Regions from separate parts of the Zea mays genome. Here all the other regions are linked to region 1. The links are chromatin contacts, called in public Hi-C maps. All regions are on one chromosome and are shown on one strand. Each heading gives the region's core, a stretch centred on a gene start, on an enhancer-like site or on the middle of the called end of the contact. The rest is flanking DNA. Distances are from core to core; before and after follow the strand shown.

Region 1 (4,855 bases), core at 1,708-4,207:
TAGCAAATTAGCAATAGTACCGTCCTCTCGGGGAAAAGCAGAGAAAGCCACAGTTGTGGTTCTTGTGTCGGAGGACTAGTACTGTGCAGCGCAAAGCTTTGTTTATGCGTTTCCTAGCGGTGCCGTGTTGACTTTGGTGGCTGATCAGTTGGCGATCATGATGAAATGAGGAGCGTCGTCAAATTTTATTGCCAGTGGTTAACTTTTTTCTTTTCGTCTATCTATCCTGGTCAATAAACTAAATAAAAATAAAGCACATAAATATAAAAGATAGAAAATACTATTATTTGTTTCTCTGAACAATTGTAATTACAATACAGATATCTCACACATATAGTCTTCCTAAAAGCTAGGAATCTGATAAAAGATTACATATAGACGATAAAACGAATCATACAACATATTGTGATTAGGATTCCTCCCCCTTTCATTCCCCCTTTCATGAAAAACTCCATGAAAATGTAACACCCAAAAATCTTATTTTAGATAAAGGTTCTCAAAGGGTTATTCAAATCTAATGATATTTATATGGATTATGATTATGCATTTAATATACTTTCCAAAATTAAATAGATTGAAGATTATAAAATTTATTTTAATATGCAATGCATGCTGGAGCATGTTTTCTTTATTGATGAATGTAAATTTGAATTTAAATTCTGAAATTGGATTTTGAATCAGATTTGAAATTTAAAACTGATAAGGGAATAGGAAAAAGAAAAAAAAACATCACCCAGCTTGCGGGCCACCTCCCTTACCCCAGCCCAGCTCCTCTCCCCCTCTCTTCGGTCGCGTGGGCCGCCTACCCCGGCCCAAAGCCACCCAGGTTGTTGGCGTATTTCCTGATCAATAAATCTATTTGACCCCTTTTATTTATGGCATAAATTCGATTTACATCTTTTTATTTTGAAACGGGGGTTTTGGAATTTAACTATTGAAACCTTAGAATTCACCCCTGACCAGTTTTCAGAGACACCATATCACCCCTCCTATAAGACGTCAAGTTGGCTACAAGAGAAATAAATCGAACTTTCATGATATTTTATAAGGTCAACTAGACTTTACAAAATATTTATAGACATAATTTTATAAAACTATCTAAATATTTTATTTTGGAATAAGCAAGCATCTAGAATACTAAAATGTGATCTAGTATTAGAAAATTCCAGGAATCTTGTGTCAACTCAGACAATATGAAACATGTTTTGTAAGTTTGTAGAAGTTTTTTTTAAAAAAAATAGGTTATCAAGATAATATCCTAGGATTGATATGTATTCCAAAATACTAAAATTCGATTTATTATTAGGATAATCATAAAAGAATTGTTCCAACTCAAAAAATATGAAACCAATTTCATATTTAAAAATGCTCCTAAAAATTTCGTAGAAATATTTTTAAAATAATATCTAAATATTCTTCTATAATATATTTGTGTATTTAAAAAACATATTTGTTAAAATATTTTAAGTTTATTGTAAAAATCTAAATTTTTTAAAGTATAATTACCTTGTTCAACTATTGCAAAAAGTTTGATTTACCTCACTAGTGGTTGAGTCAACACCACATATATCAAAACCATTATCAAAACCACTCAGAAAAATGAATTGGATGGTTTCAATAGTTAATTTTTTAAAATCGGCTTCTAATTGAAGGAGGTAAAATGAATTTATACAATAGTTGATAGAAGTCGAAGATACGTTTTGACGCTCGGAACCAAACAATAAGGAGGGAACTTAGAGTTTTGAGAGTAATTCATTACGGAGGGCCAAAATTCCCGTGTGTTTGGTTGGATTGTGGTTTATCAAAAAGCTGTTATGAATAATGGACTGTAAAAAAAACTATTGCAGGTTATGTGTTGTGAAAAAGATTATAAGCTATTTGATTTAAAGAAGTATAAAACTATCTCCTATCTCTATTTTTCTTAAAATGACTGTGAAACAGATTTACAGATCCCTATTTTCACTATTTTAAAAACAGAAAGTCAAAAGCCAAAAGCACGATCTGATTATTCAAAGTAGTTGCTTCTAAAAAAATGTAGCTTCCGCTCGTCATCATATTTTTGCTTTTGATTTTTGAAAGTAAAAATAGCTTCCAAAAGCCCAATTAAAAATACCCTTAACCTTGCAAAGTTTGGTTACCATTTACTTATTGCTAAAATTTATTTGCATATTTGCTCATTTCGTTATCCAGGGTCTGTTTGATAAAGGACCAATTACTAGTTAGCTAAAAATTACTTTTAGTGTATCCAGATAGAAGGGTAAATAGGTAGACTAATTTTATATAAATTTTTAACTAGTTATTAGTTAACTAACTCACCAACTATAACTAATTTAGACTGTTTTTAGCTCTGAATGTAATTAGACGTATGTATCAAATATGTCCTAGTTTATTATATGAAACTTTTTGCTTACAGATTGTGGTTGACAGGTTGAGGTTAATAGAGCCTACAAAATATTATAGACAAACTATACTTATACTGTATATAAAATATATAAAGTAGAGTTTGAAATAGAAGCCGATTAGAAGATAAAAAATGAACTAGTGAATTCAGCCAGAGTGATCTGCATTTATGATTTATCAGTTTCAACAAGCCGGTAATATAGACAGCAGTTCACATGGCACGCACATGGAGCACGACACGGCGACGTACAAGCACTGAACTGAAGGGTCTGAAGCACACCATCCCTGTGCTTCATTGCCCGTTGGCAAAGCCTGCTACACCTACGACTGCGAGCGAATCCTACTAACGCCGCAGCGGCTCACACGGAACGCTCCCGCCTTCCATGCAGGGCGTCACGCAAATCTGCCAAGCAGCCGCCAGCCCGCCATGCATGCGATGCGAGGTCCCAGTCCCAGGCTCCCAGCTCAGGAACACACACCATTACCGTGCATCGCCGTTGCTCCGATGCTATAAATCCACTGCAACCAATCGCCAGAAGAGCAAATCAAGAAAACAGTTGTCTCCAGTTTCCATGCAGAGCAGAAAAGATCAGCTAGCGAGAGAAGCAATGGCGTCGGCTCCTGCGTTCTACGTCGCGCTGCTGCTGCTGCTGGCTTCCGTCGCTGCCGTCCATGCGGTGCCGCCCCAGGCCGGCACGTCGTCCACCTGCAGCACTGACCTCCTCCGCCTCCTCCCCTGCCTGCCCTTCATCGAGGGCACCGCCACCGTGCCGGCGGACACCTGCTGCGCCAACCTTGGCAGCATGGTGCACGACGAGCCGCAGTGCCTCTGCCAGGCTCTCAGCAACCCCAGCACGGCCCCCGTCGCCGTCAACATGACGCGCGTGATGGCCATGCCTCGGCTCTGCCGCCTCGACCTCCCGCCCGCCACCGGCGCCTGCGCAGGTAATACTCGTACGCACGCGATCTCCATTACGTGCACGGATATTTCGCCTCCCCTTCTCGTGCCAGGGATTTGGCACTCACTGAAGTTGTGTTTGATGATGAGCCCTCTTGCAGTTGCCGGTCTTCTTCCCCATGGACCATCACCGCCGCTGCCACCGCCGCCGCCGCCGCCCGCGGCGGCGGTCACTCCACACGCAAGCGCCAACTCCAGTGCTCCAGCGACCCTCACCACGCCAGCGACGCCAACGCCGACGACACCACGTATGATACCGTCACCGTCGGTGAGCAGCCAGACGCCGCCGCGATACAGCCGGGGGTCCAAGATGATAGCTCACGGCTTCTCTGTCACTCTTGGTTTCGTGGCATTGGTGTCAGTCCTAGCTTTCTGAAGAATTGAGCGGCATTCGTCAGGCAGTTAGAATTATGTCTTAGAGAAAATTAGTTGCTTTTCTGATGGGCTTGTTTCCTAGAGAGACTAGCCGCCCAGGAAAAAAAATACTGTATGTCCATCCCGGTTGTTCTTGTTCGGCTACAAGATTTGTGTTTTCAGTTGCAAACTCACTGCCACCAAGTACATAATCCACTCAACTGCACACTGATCAACGATCCAAATGATCACAAAAAATATATAAAAAAACACAGTTAACAGCTAATCCTCTTCCTCTAAGCAAAGAAGGTAGGCAACTAAACCCACAACGGGGACGAACCGCACCACACTCACAAGCCCAGCAGCATCCGCCTTCACGTTCCGAAGATTGTCCCCGATCAGCCACGGCTGGAATACGGAGTACAGAAACATATCCCAGAGAAACGCGTAAGCAAGCCGCTCCGAGAACAGGTAGCTCTGCAGATACTGCCACCGTTCCGCAATGCCTCCGAAACCAGAATCTCCGCGGCCAGAGAACGCCCAAACGATCGAGAGAACGCAGACGAGGCCGCCGACCGCGCCCACAGCCGGCGCGCCGTTGACCATGACTGAACCCAGCTGTGATCTTCGTGGCGGAGACCGGTCCGCTTCCGGACCGTTCAGTCGGATCGCCATGTAAGGTATCAAGAAAGCTGGAGAGATGACAGCGAAATGCTGTTAGGCAACCTCCTATCCATGAACAGCGAGTTTTTTTAGTGTTTTCCAAAGAGATCATACTGTTTGTGAGGAACATCTGAAAGCCCCACAGGACATCGAGCGATCCCTTGTAGCGGTCCCTCCTACAATCCGTGAAGAGGAGTGGCGCAAAAAGCAGCGTCCAAGCGAGCACCAAGTTGAACAATCCTTCTGCCATCTGGGGCGGCAAAGCAGGCGTATACAATTTATTATAACAGTCTCAGGGCACGAAATGCGTGCGCAACTGCACTGCTGTGTCGCAACAAGCGTGAGTAGTCGGCTGCTTACAGGGTGAAGTAGAGGCGATTCGAGCAGGTGAACGCCAACTACACTGCCCAGGAAAACTCACCAACAGAGTCACGCCCACAATAACTTTGGGAGAGAGAGAGAGAAAAAAAACCATTGGGC
Region 2 (4,716 bases), core at 1,244-3,743, 290 kb before region 1:
TGAACCTTAGCAGAGTAGTGTGGAGTAGTATACTGCATTGCCTGCCCAACACCTACTACTGCTGAGCTGAGCTTGTGTGAATTGATCCCTCAATGCATAGTAGGCATCATCTCGGGAAAAAGCGTGAGAGAGCTGGGCCACGGGAGGCTCTTCCCCGAATTTCCCCTTCTTTTTTTCCCACGAATGATTCGGCATTCAAGCCTGCCATTCAATGAGGAGCCCGGCCCCCGTCGCTGTGGGCCTTTGGTCCACTGTAGCCACCTGCTCTCTTGCCGTTTTGACTCATATACTCGCTCTGTCACTTCTGCATCGTGTCTGCACCACTTGAGCACTCGTATACTAGCTCTCGCACGCCCACGCCCGCGCCCGCGCCCGCGGTGTTTTTTTTTACGCTGCTGCCGTTGTAGATTTGTCAACGCGATCGCTGATAATTGTTTTCCCCTCATGGGCTCATGGCGCGCGTCCGCCGTGCGTGCAATGCATGCAGGTGGTCGGCGATCGCGACGCACCTCCCGAAACGCACCGACAACGAGATCAAGAACTACTGGAACACGCACCTCAAGAAGCGGCTGGCCAAGATGGGCATCGACCCGGTCACGCACAAGCCGCGCTCCGACGCGCTGGGGACGGGCGGCGGGGGAGGCGCCGCGGGCGCGCAGCACGCCAAGGCCGCGGCGCACCTCAGCCACACGGCGCAGTGGGAGAGCGCCAGGCTCGAGGCCGAGGCGCGCCTGGCGCGCGAGGCCAGGCTGCGCGCGCTCGCGGCCTCCGCCTCGGCGCCGCCGCAGATGCCCGCCGCCGCCGCGCACCGGCTCGACTCGCCCACGTCCACGTTGAGCTTCTCCGAGAGCGCCGCGCTCGCCTCGGTCCTGCAGGAGGCGCACGGCGCCGCGGCGGCGGCGGCCGCGGCCGCGCGCGCCGCCATGCAGCCCATGCAGGCGTACGAGGAGGCGTGCAAGGAGCACGAGCAGCAGCAGTGGGGCGATCACGTCGTCGATGTCGCCGACGCAGGCTTCGCCGCGGCGGGGTTCACGGGCCTGCTTCTCGACGGCTCCTTGAGCCAGCATGATCTGAGGCCGGCGCCGGCGACGACGACGAGGGACGACGAGGCGGACGCCGGCCTGCACGAGACGGAGGAGGAGAAGAGCTACTGGGACAGCATAATGAACCTGGTGAACTCGTCGTCGTTGCCGACGACATCCGTGGCAGTGCCCGCTCCCGAGCCAGCGTACCCGTCCTCGGCGTCGCTGCACACGTCGGTGGCTATGCCCGCGCTCGTAGCGTACCCGTCATCGGCGCCGCTGCAGACACCGGTGGCGATGCCCACGGTCGAGGCGTACTCGTCATCGACGTCGCTGCAGCAGACGTCGGTCATCGCGATGCCCGCGCCCGAGGCGTACTCGTCGTCGGCCTCGTTCTCGACGTCAGTCGCTGTGCCTGTGCCCGCGCCCGAGGCGTACTCTCCGGCGATGGAGTTCTGCTGACTCGTGAGCCCTGGACACATGCATGTCCGCCGGCATGTGGCCGTTCAAATGACACAGTAAATAGCTAGCTATTTCGGAACAATAAGATCGAACTACTAATGTTGATGGTTAAATCGCGTTCTCGTGTTAAATCTGACAGCACCCTGATTAAACATGCGAGGAAGAAAATGGTTGTACCGAATTTAGAGTCTACTACTCGTTCATCAGTTGCCAAAGCTTCTTGTAGACTGAAGAACAGTGATCAGAGCGTCTCGTCTTCGCTCTGTATGTAATTCGATAACCATTTTCATCAGTAGTATACTGCAGCAGTGAGGTGGAGCTAATCGAAATGGGAAAAAAATCTTTTTTTTTACGTTCCTCGTCTGATCCCATATAATTAACTTAGGTGCCGTTTAGTTGAGCGCTTGTAATGGTAATGTTAATGTAAATAAATACACTGATATCTGTTACCATGGGAATGAAAAGCGCTAATTGTTTGGATATACTTGATAATGTTTTTCATTCCCTTTATGCTGTTTAGGCAGTACCACATGTAACACATACATGAAATGGAAAAACAACACACGACAACAATCAGTCATAGTCTCACAAGAAAGGAGTCGCAAGTCGCAGGAGAGGAGGGAGAGAGCAAGGGGATCTGCATTCCACAGCTCGTATAAGATACCACCGCTGTTCATTACGGGCCGTTGTTGAACGAACACGAGGTAACATAATCAGATACTGCTGCAATCAGATCATGTTAAAAAACACAAACCAAACAGCACCTTAGAATCCAACTGTTCAGGGTTGTATATCGTGGCATTATACTACTGATAGTGTACGTACTACGCACTGTATATTGGTCTTTGTATCTGCAAACAGTGCATAAGAGTACTTGCGCCGTCGATGGGAGCTGTTGCTGTTGCAACATGTTGCGCCTCCTCTTCAAACAGGCCAAGCCCATGACACTATGAGAGGCCTGGTCCAAATATTATCCAGCCCACTCGGTTTCTTCCCAGCTCAGTCGGGAAGATGAAAAGGGCAAGGATTCCCGGCACAAGTTTGTTGTTCCTCTTATCCGCGGAGGAAGAACGTTGGCTCGACACCATGCTCCCAATGGCCGTCCACCCCACGAGCACGCCGTCCCTGTCGCCGCGCGCCCGCGTCTCCCCGCCCAGGCCTTCCACCTCTCTGGCCGCCACCTCGTCCTCGCCCTGCTCTCGCATCGTCAGTTTCAAGAGCAGGAGGCTGCCACTTCGCTCTGTCCGCAGCGTCGTCGCCGCTGCCGCTGCCGCCGCTGCAGAGGAAGAAGAGGTACAACTAGGTGCAGGTGTGGATGCGGTCGACTAGGAGGAGGCGGAGGTAATGGACTTTCGAACCCATAGGATTCGAGCAACTTAACCGGCTCAGCCGATGTCTGTACAACTGGAAATTATGCTGTTAAAATTTAAAATGATCATGTTTCCTTGCCACCCTGGTCTCTCTAAGTACACCATATGCTCAGTAGAACTCAATCCTAATGAATCGGGCCCTGATTCATCAATTTTTGCTCTAGAATTGATTAATTGGGTCAACATTCAGTGTGACACCAATTGCCTTTGGCTAGCTTATGTTTACCATGAATTTGTTGGTCACAACTAATAGAAGGGACAATTCAGGTTAGCTGGGTGCCTTTCGGGCCTGTTCTTGCTAAGCCTCGAGCTTCCACTGGCAATGATTTATACATGTTGAAAAATAGCCTTTACCTGACCTTGCTGTTGTGCCATATAGCTGTTGGAAAGGAGCTATATATATTCTGATGCGCTCAGATGTTGTGTATGTGAATGTAATGAGAGTGCCTGTAAATCGGTTCCTGAATGGTATATAATAATTGTTTTTTGTTTTCATTGTCGAAACTTAGTTGTTAATATTGAACTAAAATGAGTCTACGATTTTATCAAAATTGGTCTTTAGAAAGAATACTAAGAAGTGGGTTTTGGTGCTGAAAGACCAATTGTAGCACCATCACAAAGCAAAAAAAAAAAAAAAAAAAGAGGAAACGCTAGCTTTAACATTTGATTTTTCCTGCTTATTTTTGTGATGTGAGCTGTGTTAAAACAATAAAACCGCACACTTAAGCTTTACTAGGATGGAGATATTTTTTTTCATCATCAGAATGAAAACTGAGATTACCGGAATCTTGTATTGCAGAATAAGGTGGTGGTACCTGAGAGGCAGGACCCGATGCTGGTGCTCAAGTTCATCTGGATGGAGAAGAACATCGGCATAGCTCTCGACCAATTGGTTCCTGGCTATGGAAGCATCCCGTTAAGCCCATACTACTTTTGGCCGCGAAAAGACGCGTGGGAGGAGCTTAGAGCGAAGTTGGAAGAGAAAGAGTGGATCTCACAGAAGCAGATGATCATCCTTCTCAACCAGGCCACCGATATCATCAACCTCTGGCAGCAGGGTGGCGGGAGCCTCTCGACATGAGTTCCTCCCCACCCTGTTCTTTCTTCAACCTTGCAAGCTTGTGTTTTGTTGGTTAATTGGTTTCCTTACATGCCCTCTCTGTTGTTAATTTTGAAGTTATGGTACATAATGTAGATCAGTCGAATCTGTTCTCACGTATGGTTTTTTTACATGGAAATGATCTTGTGATTTATCTTAGTTATTACGTGTATCAGTCGGTTTTTTGTTGGGAAAATCAAGAAACACAAATAAAATCCATTTCGGTATGGTTACAAGTCAATTTTTTTGTTTTCTAACAGCAGACGAAAAACCAGCTGTCTGATTCGGTAACAAAAATCAACATAGCTTTTTCCACAACAAGAGTGGTGATGATGATGATGAGTTTAATCAATACTTTACACATCTAAGCAAAAAAGATAAGTTGACTGTACTCAAGTTCATTGAGAAAATCGAAGGGCAAGAATAATATCTTCACAAGCAAGAGAATTTCTAATCAAAAGGATTAAATGCTTGGAGAAGTTGACCAAAAGCATGATAAGTTTAAGTACTCATGCTACTTTGGTTAGAAGGTATGAAAACTTGAGCAAACTCATAGTATTAACTCTATCATGTGTTGCTTGATTAAAAGTATAAGAATTATGTGCTCCAGGATAAAGTGGAAAGGCTCACTAGCAGAAATGGTGTATTGCAAAAAGAATATGATGAGCTCTTGTTCTCTCACGAGAAGCTTGCAGATTCTCATCTTATGCGAGAAATTAGTCATGAGGTTATGGCAACAATGGTAAAATCATATCAATCACAT
Region 3 (4,187 bases), core at 854-3,353, 490 kb after region 1:
TGAATAATGGCCACAACATCCAATTTTGTAGGCAGTCGTTAGGATCCTTGCAATACCTTATACCTTACGTTGACAAGGTCTGATATAGCCTTCCCAAACAACGAGATCTGATAATTTTTACATGTTCTTGTTACTACTTATTGAACTACAGTTAGAATGATTCTATGGTGTGAGTATTGATGGAAAGAGTTTATGTGGAAGGAGGAACGTCGGTCATAGGAGTTTCAGAAAGGGAGGAGGGGCATCGACACAACGTGGATATAGAGGAGGATATGAATAAGGAAATAGAGGTTGCGGAGTCAGAGGACAGGGACAAAAGGGAACATTCTCTCGTCGATGATGGATGAAAGAAAGATCGTCGAACAAGACATGTCCCGCACCAGCAAGGACCTTAGGAAGTTACAGAGGTTGATCGAGTATGTGAAAAGTTAGCACCACACCTTGGATCCATAGTGAAACAAACAGCGGAAGGCGACAAATGGAGGGCAATGCTTGTGAATAGGAGGGTGGGGTGTGAATGAACCCAAGCACCCCACCTACAAATTCCATTTTATAGGGTGGATTCTACAAATTTTTATTTTTTTTAATATTTAATCCGATAAAATGGTGTCATCCAATCTCGAGACGTCATATTAGCAACAGACGATCGGTACAAACCACACCTAGCCAGTAATTTCACGGGCTTCAATGTGATGGTTAATACCGACTAATCAGTACCAACGAACCTGATTCCAACACAATCGGTAATGACCACGTCGACTGGTTGAATCGTTTGCCTTTGAGACCAGATGACACTATGCATTGTGTGAGACTATTTCATCATAGTTTCAAACCTCCTTATATGATATGCACGATAATGATATTCCTAATGAGTAGTATCATACTCATTAATAAGATGACATATAATTTTTTTTGTTGATGTGACAAGGTATTTAATAGGAAGGAGAAAAGAAATCTTACTTTGGCAAGATATCTTAGGTTGTGGCATAAAAAGATGATCAAATTGTTCGCTTGGCTTTAATCCAAAACGACTTCTATTGTTTATATAGTGTTTTGTCTCTATTTCAAACCTCCTTATATGATATGCACGATAATGATATTCCTAAGATGATATTCCTAATGAGTAGTATCATACTCATTAATAAGATGACATATAATTTTTTTTGTTGATGTGACAAGGTATTTAATAGGAAGGAGAAAAGAAAACTTACTTTGGCAAGATATCTTAGGTTGTGGCATAAAAAGATGATCAAATTGTTCGTTTGGCTTTAATCCGAAACGACTTCTATTGTTTATGTGTTTTGTCTCTATTTCAAACCTCCTTATATGATATGCATGATAATGATATTCCTAATGAGTAGTATCATACTCATTAATAAGATGACATATAATTTTTTTGTCGATGTGACAAGGTATTTAATAGGAAGGAGAAAAAGAAATCTTACTTTGGCAAGATATCTTAGGTCGTGGCATAAAAAGATGATCAAATTGTTCGCTTGACTTTAATCCGAAACGACTTCTATTGTTTATATATAGTGTTTTGTCTCTATAGATTGCAGCTGGAGTAGTCCGAATGTTTCAATCCATTCTTATAGACACAACATCACACTAGTTAAATAGTTAAAACATATAAGTATAGCATTATATATTGTTGACAGTGTATCATGTATTCATGTAGCAGCACCATACTTTTCACCCTATGCAGTTGTATTCTTTTAGTGAAAGTTAGGTTATTTTCAGTCCATAGCCTAACTTTCACTATATGAATACAATTATCTGGTTCCTAGTATTTTTCCCTCATTCCTAGTATTTTTCCCGTGGCTTCAATTTGGATTTCTCCTTCCCAAACAGAAACAACCAATTCCAAGCACGTCAGGCACCTCATGTTTAGGCCTTATTCGTTTATGTCGGATTTAACCCAGAATCGTTCCAACTAATCAAAGTTTATATAAATTAGAGAAACAATCTAATTAGGAATCATGTCGATCCATCAATACTAAACAAACGAACAAGACCTTAGTTGGATGTGATTAGCATCCCGTTTGGCTGGAGAGTGGGGACAGATCACGGGTATACCGAACAGCCGGGTTCCGCCACCAACCCAACCGTGGGGGTGCCTTACGGCCTACGGGCCGGAGCAGCGCTCGGGAGCCGCGGCACGGAGGCATCGACGCCGTTGAGCTCGAGGCGACCGGCGGCTCGCGGCCCCGCCACAGCGGTGCTGTGGCAGTGTGGCTTCTTCTGGTTTCTGCGGGCTCAGCGCGGAGGTAACTACAACCTGCTCCCACCTTTGTCTTGTCCCTGCTCTTCGCCGTTTAGGTGCCTTCCGGGCGGGTTTGAATCCGCCGGGGTTCACGTGGCTTAGTGCGTGTGCGACTCGATCCGGTGAGTTTCCGGATTCGACGCGGGGATGCTGATAAGCGTCTGCCGTCGAGGCGGTGTCTCGCTCCGCGCTCGTTGGTGATGTCGAAGCAGTGGTTGCTGGATGTGGTTTTGTTTGTGCGGTCGTGCCATATACAACTTGTTCGATTAATTTCGTCTCGGGCTTATGAACTGGGAGAGTGTGTTCATGCGGATCTCCCTCTGTTGCTGTTCAGTAGCAGGTGTAGTATAAGATTTGTGCTTCGACGCTTCCAATGCCTTGCCTATGTAGCTATGCTGCTCGAATTTATTCCCTGTGGTCTGAATTTCTGTCTTGCAAACAGCAATACTTCTCATACAGCTTTTCGAAAGTTAGACGGGAAAATCTATATCGATAGAATTTGTAATAACTGGATAAGAGGACAAGGTGGGTAAATTATTAAAATCTTTGTATGGGTTGAAGCTAGCCCCAAAGGCAATAACTGCTATGCAAGCAGTGCAAGCGTGCAAGCGAATAGGCTTGTAGCTCCATTTCCAATTTCCCTATAAAATAAATTGGAGAAGAAACATCTATACACTTTTCTGCATCACCTGTTGTTGAAGCTTTTATCTTAGCAGTACACAGTGCTAGTACCTGTGACGATCATGTCATCAAGTTGAACTCCCAAATGGAAATCTCGATCCCTTTGCATATCCTATATGCAGCAATCCTAGTTGGCATTTTCTCAAAGCCAGAGTTTGCTAAATACACGTCGAAAAACCATGCTCTCGGTGCTTGGCAAAGTCAGTAAGATTTTTTCTAAGTCTATACCAGCTTATGTACTTGGCCTTCTTTCATCAAACACACTGTTTGTTGAAGATACACTTGTTCTTGTAGATCACCAATAAGAGCGGCTGGTTTCACATTAAGATTCTAAATGTATCTTTAGGAAAAAAAATATCGTTTTAGGTTTATTTTTCCATAGCATCATGCATGCAATGCTAAATGTATGGTCTAGAATGTTAGTAGGTTTTGGATGAGACATCAGTTGAATTTTCTTTTGTACATTTTTGTTCACAGTATGATAATGTATGGCACGGAAAGATATGTTAACATCGCACTCTGTCATGCACCCATGCAGCCATGCTTCCTTCACTTTTAGGGTGCTACTGTTACGTTCTGGTTTATATGTTAGCTGTCCTGGTACCAATAGTGACTTATTCCAACAAGAATGACATGTAACCGTCATTGACTTGATATAGAAGTGTTATGGTTGAACTGTGCTTGCGTTATAATTTCAGTACTGAATGGAAGCTGGGTCTTTTCTTTGCCTTTAACATTTTGTCCATTTAGTTTTAGCCCCTCATGGCTTGTCAGAGAAATACAATAGATGTTTTTTCTGACCTATCGCAGTTTTCTTTATAGGCCTATTGCAGGATTAAATGGCAAATAGGCCAAGATGGATGATGAAGTACGAAAAGGGTCTTGTTGATATACTTCATGAGAACAACACTTCACATTATCGTACCCAAAACGGTTGGAGAACAGAGGGGTGGAGGAAAATTGTTAGGGATTTCAATGTACGGTACCTTGAAGCAAAGTTTAGTAAAATGCAAATCCAGGAACATGAGACCAGTGTTCTTAAGGCGCCTAGGCGAGCAAGTAAACCAGAAAACCGCCTTAGCGCCTAGGCGGCGCCTAGGCGGGTATGGCGAGCAAGGCGACCAGTTTTGCCCGGGCGCCTGGACGCCTAGGCGCCGCCTAGCGACGCCTTAAGAACACTGCATGAGACTCAATTGAAGAAAGACTATAGGTCGATAAAATCTATCCTCCAACGTGATGGTGT
Region 4 (4,830 bases), core at 743-3,242, 270 kb after region 1:
CAAGTAAGGGAGATGTTTAGTTTTTAGGGAATAATTTTAGCCACTATATTTCATTGTATTTAGTCCTTAAATTATTAAATACAACAAATAAAACAAAATATTAGTTTCCGTATTTAGCAATTTAGGAATTAAAATAGAATAAAACATAGGAAATAAAAATTAGTTCCTAGAAACTAAACACCCGTAGCTGTAGACATGATTACAACCATTTTTGCAGTAGTGCATTTACCTACAGGAGAAATGGTTCGTGTATGACATATGTGTACGACTGGAGTAGCACTAACGTTAATCCATCGCTGTTGTTGACTCTTGTTATGAACTAACAAATCATGATACATTTGATGATTCTAGTCGTATCTAATTCTATCACTAAAGTCGTGCGATGCAAACCATGACCATATGCAATGGAGTATTTTTAAACCTTGATAATAATTTTTTATATAATTCTGCATAAGTGCAATCGGTGTGGAATTTCTATAGGTGTTTATGTTTGACACATGAAACACATATGTTTTATTGGGCCAATGAAGACATTTGCTCACACAAGGGAATGTGGAATCCTATATATATACTCCTTGGGCCCCCCAAAGAAGTGAGAGTTCATGGGCTGACAAAAAGCCTGGAGAATGGCTCGAGAAGTCGAGATTTTTAGTCTCTGTGGGCTTTACGTTCACATTTAGAAGTAGGTTTCGTGCAGCTTTATTTTTAGGTGTTTTCTTAAAAAGATTATCTCAAGCCTTATCTCCAGGATGGTGAACTATCTTAAAACCTATGTAAAGTACTTTGAACTGTGAAAAAAAAACAACTACCCTATGAAGAAAAATCTACTTAAGCTCTTGGCGTGGATTATTTCATTTCTTATTTGATGTGTTGCTCTTACTGGTATTCTGTAATAGCTGTTTTTTTAGTGCATGCGTCTCCCCTTTTTCCCGCTGCCTTCTCAGTTCTCACCCCTTTTGTAAATTCAATAGGGCTTCCTTGCTTTGATGTAGGTTACTCATGTCATTTGCAATAAAAAGTTCAGATGGCCTTTTTTTTGGTTATTGCTGCCGCAGTCCCCTTAGAATTTAGAAAAGACACCGTACAAAGGAAGGAAACTTGCTTGTGGCATTCGTAGAACTCGCATAAACAGCATGAAAAAGCTACCTTCGAAAATGCAGAACTTGTGTCGAATTTCACGTTGTAAGTTCCAGGGACTTTCACCTGCTAGTCCAAGCCGTCAGAAGACCTCCGTGTACGCTAGATTAATTGTCAGTTTGGCTATATATTTGATGGACATGGTTTTATAAGATGTGATATCACAAAAACTGCAGTTTATAAGCAAACTTGTAACAAAACTGTGGTTTTAAAAAAAGGACTTATGAGTGAAGTTTCTAAAACTAAAAAAGGTACAGTACAAACCATGGCTTCAGAAGCTACCAAATTTATTGTATCTGTAAACACAAACACGTCACAACTTTTGAAAAAAAACGATTATTATACCAGACCACAGTATTTCTTTATTATTTTAAAAATATTTTACACGGAAACGGAGCCTTTGTCCCTTCGCAAATGATCACAAGCCATACGATATCAAGTGACCAGAAGTGAAGGAAACCCATAAAGTTTTTTTTTTCCCTGAAGAAACTTCGTCGGCCGTTTGGATCTTCTCGTGCCTTTCTGCATGCCCACGTATTCCATAGATAAGTACTCCATCTGTGTAGCTATGGCATGGGCTCCACGTCATATACAACTGGGCCCATACAGGGCCATACTCCATTGTGGTCCCATCTGTCATGCAGTACCACAAGTATGAGACTCCTTTGCATCGAGAGGACGATACGACTTGTCGACTACGGACTACCCACGTCGTCCGATCCTTTTCTCCGGAGCCGACGTTTCGGGCCCCGCGGGCCACGGGAAATATCAGGCCCACAGGCCAGCGACACCGCCCACAACTTATCCACAGAAATCTCCAAAACCAAAAGGCTCCAACAGAACAGAACCCTACGCTACGGCAAGCTATTCCAGTGATTACCAAAGCAAAGCCTTCCCTGTTCCCAAGCGCTTCGCCTCCAATATCTCCACGCCGTTCGCGGTGCTTCCGCTCGCCCACTCCTGTGCCGCTGCGCGCCGCTGCAGCTCCCGGCACCGTCCTACGAACCAACACGGCCCCAGATTTCTTCCAGCTCCTCCAACCGATTCGACCGGAACCGCCGCACGAGCCCCCCAAAGCTCGCATCCTTTCCTGCGTTTATTTATTTCAGTTCAAATTCCGGAGTGTTCGTTCTGTTTTTGCCCTAACTTGGTCACAATGGGCGGCAATAATGACGGCGTTTCCGGTGCCGCTTGCTTGAAGCCGCTCAACGGCGTCTCCCCTACCTACGTACCCAGCGCCGGCGCCGGCGCCCTGTACTTCCTTATCGGCTCCGGGCTCGGCGTCGTGGCGGTGCTCCACGCATCTGGGTTGGCGGAGGTCAGCGGAGAGTGGGCCTCCGCGGCGCGGTGGACCGAGGTAAGCAGAGAGTGGCCCTCCGCCGCGCGGTGGGCTGCCCAACTGGCCGGATCGGTCGGCGCCCAGCGCCTGCTCCTCGCAACGTCGCTTCTTTTCCTGGCCGTCAGCGTCTGGCGCCTCGCCAGGCGCTGCGCCGCCGTGGAGGGGCGCGTCGGCAGCACGGACTCCGCGGTGCGGGCGTTGCACGTCGGGGGAGTCGTCTGCGCCGTGTGCGGGTCGAAGATTCGGGCCCTCAAGAGAGGCTGCCGTGGCGTGGAGCGCACCCGCTCGGTCGACTCGAGCAAGCCGGTCTCGAGGTCGCTGGCTGCTGAGTTCGACCAGGAGGCTGACGGGGAGGAAGAGGACAATGCTGGAGAGACCAGCGATCCAGATGACGGCAGTGTGCAGTACCTGAGGAGGAGGCTCAAGGAGGAGATGCTGCTGAAGGAGGTTGCGCTCGAGGAGCTGGAGAAGGAGAGGCATGCCGCAGCGTCTGCAGCCGACGAGGCCATGTCCAAGATTGCGTGCCTGCGTAGCGAGAAGGCGCTGGTGGAGAGGGAGGCGCGGCAATTCCAGGAGATGATGCAGCAGAAGCAGATGTATGACCGGCAGGTGATCGAGTCACTTCAGTGGGTGATCATGAAGTCTGGAATGCAAGGCTGGGAGCCAGAGGCCATAACTGATCGAGCCTTGTCGGAGACAAGCGAGGATGACAGAGATAAGAAGTAGCTAGCTCTTGGTTATTGGAGTTGAATGGAACCACTGAGGAAGGCCCTGTTGTTTGCTTTGAGTTCATCGTCCTCTGATCAGCTCTTAGTAACCAAACAGAGAATGCCAAGTTACGAAAACTCGGATGTTCCTTGACCATGCAAAGCTCTTCAGGGGAAATATCTGAAATCCACCTGTAAATATACCATCTTCTTTTAAACTACCTGTGTACTTATCTAATAAGAACAACATCTGTACTTGATCGCTCTACCTTGCAAATGTTCATTGCTATTTATCTGCAAATGTTCATTGCTATCTATCTGTGACCTTGTGTGTGATACATATTTTGACATTACAAGCTGGATTTCAGCACTAGGGGTGTCTGATATCCGTCATACCGTGTTCGTGCAAAGCATGATGAACCGTAGGAATGCGATCGATTTGTTTCAATGTGGTTTTAATATGCTGAAAGTAACTTACAAAATGTGCATTATCTATCTTTTTTTATCCTATTTGAATGTTGGCCACACTCCAATTTCTCCTATCTAGTGCTCAATCTTCAAGCACCTCAGAGTCGATGGCTCGTGTATCATATAGTCCACATTATCTGAGCAGAAATTCAGTGATCATACAGATCGTTACTACTTTTGCATTGGTTGTTCTAATGAAAAGAAATGTGTAAATTCTACATGTTAGAGCAGCTGGGCTCGACAGACTGAGAGGTCGCTCAAGGACAGCACAGGAGACGAGCAACAGCTTGATAGGTGGGAGGGAGAGCGATTTGGTGATAGAGAATTGGAGATGACGATTATGGTGAATACCAGCCCGATGCGGTGAGGAAGATGCTGATTGTCTCTTATGCACTACCAGTTAGGGTAATTTTACTCTCTGATGTTTGGTTTTGCTGCCCCTTAGCCCTTCTTTCTTGCACAAGTGAGGACACGAGCATCAGCTTCAATGATGGTTGGTTCCGATTTGCAAAGTAGCAGCTCGATTCAAGAGGATCCCAATTGGGATGAACACCCATGCTGATTTGCCCTATATTTGTGCTGCAACTACGGCCATTGAACATACCTCGGAAACCAATTTAGACTGAGCAATACTTTTCCATGCTACCAGCTTGCATTGCAAGTAGTTTCAGTTGGGATGTTACTTTTTAGTTTTGGATTACTGCGAGTTGTACAGTCTTGTTTCCTAGGTAGCGCAAATATTCTGCTTCTATTGCCTAGTGAAACTCTTCATTTTATTTGTGAAATCTTTGAAGCAATCTCTCGAATTGAGCGGTATTATAGCTTGTTCTGTTACGAGTGGATACAGAGGGATTGAAGGGGATTAAATATCTCTTATTCAATTTTGAATATAAATGGATTTAATCTCCCTCAATCCTCTCGAATCCCAATGTAACCGAACAGAACAGGGCCTTAATGTACCCTTCTTTTTTTTCCAGATGCAATTTGGAAATTTTTGTCTTCTCTTGTGTAAGCACTGGATCAAGCTAATCTTGGTTTTCTTTTAATTCTTCCCTTTCAGTAGCTGTGGATGCACATTGCAATATTGTTCGTGTATATGACGATGTATTTGGCCAATCTAATCACACTAGACACTAATCTGTTGCAAAGTGGCAATGCGCCAGCATCTAGCAGTGTGAA

What was found. A called contact is a pair of places that touch in the nucleus more often than the background predicts.
Region 2: a Hi-C map of tassel shows a contact between it and region 1, with 2.1 times the contacts expected there. The contact joins the promoter of LOC100282135 here to the promoter of LOC100281998 in region 1. A contact is called at or near these places in 2 of 25 Hi-C or Micro-C datasets (ear and tassel).
Region 3: a contact with region 1 is called in a Hi-C map of ear, with 2.8 times the contacts expected there. The contact joins the promoter of LOC100381835 here to the promoter of LOC100281998 in region 1. A contact is called at or near these places in 4 of 25 Hi-C or Micro-C datasets (bundle sheath, ear, endosperm and 1 more).
Region 4: a contact with region 1 is called in a Hi-C map of ear, with 2.4 times the contacts expected there. The contact joins the promoter of LOC100126364 here to the promoter of LOC100281998 in region 1. A contact is called at or near these places in 9 of 25 Hi-C or Micro-C datasets (bundle sheath, ear, leaf and 4 more).

The regions. Positions count from the first base shown.
Region 1 is chr2:43,274,272-43,279,126 of Zm-B73-REFERENCE-NAM-5.0, reverse strand. It overlaps LOC100281998 (protease inhibitor/seed storage/LTP family protein), which reads left to right and starts at 2,957. Exons shown (of 2, transcript NM_001165449.1): 1 at 2,957-3,345; 2 at 3,460-3,899. The coding sequence starts at 2,973. The coding sequence ends at 3,734. It overlaps LOC100382921, which reads right to left. Exons shown (of 5, transcript NM_001361689.1): 3 at 4,736-4,773; 4 at 4,490-4,625; 5 at 3,919-4,404. The coding sequence ends at 3,995.
Region 2 is chr2:43,565,286-43,570,001 of Zm-B73-REFERENCE-NAM-5.0, reverse strand. LOC100282135 (plastid-specific 30S ribosomal protein 3) reads left to right here and starts at 2,493. Exons shown (of 2, transcript NR_178001.1): 1 at 2,493-2,825; 2 at 3,654-4,189. LOC103646361 (P-type R2R3 Myb protein) reads left to right here. Exons shown (of 3, transcript XM_023301609.1): 3 at 488-1,836. The coding sequence ends at 1,484.
Region 3 is chr2:42,783,490-42,787,676 of Zm-B73-REFERENCE-NAM-5.0, reverse strand. It overlaps LOC100381835, which reads left to right and starts at 2,103. Exons shown (of 4, transcript NM_001174627.1): 1 at 2,103-2,267; 2 at 3,767-4,187.
Region 4 is chr2:43,006,411-43,011,240 of Zm-B73-REFERENCE-NAM-5.0, reverse strand. LOC100126364 (zein protein-body ER membrane protein) reads left to right here and starts at 1,992. Exons shown (of 1, transcript NM_001112594.2): 1 at 1,992-3,495. The coding sequence starts at 2,294. The coding sequence ends at 3,202.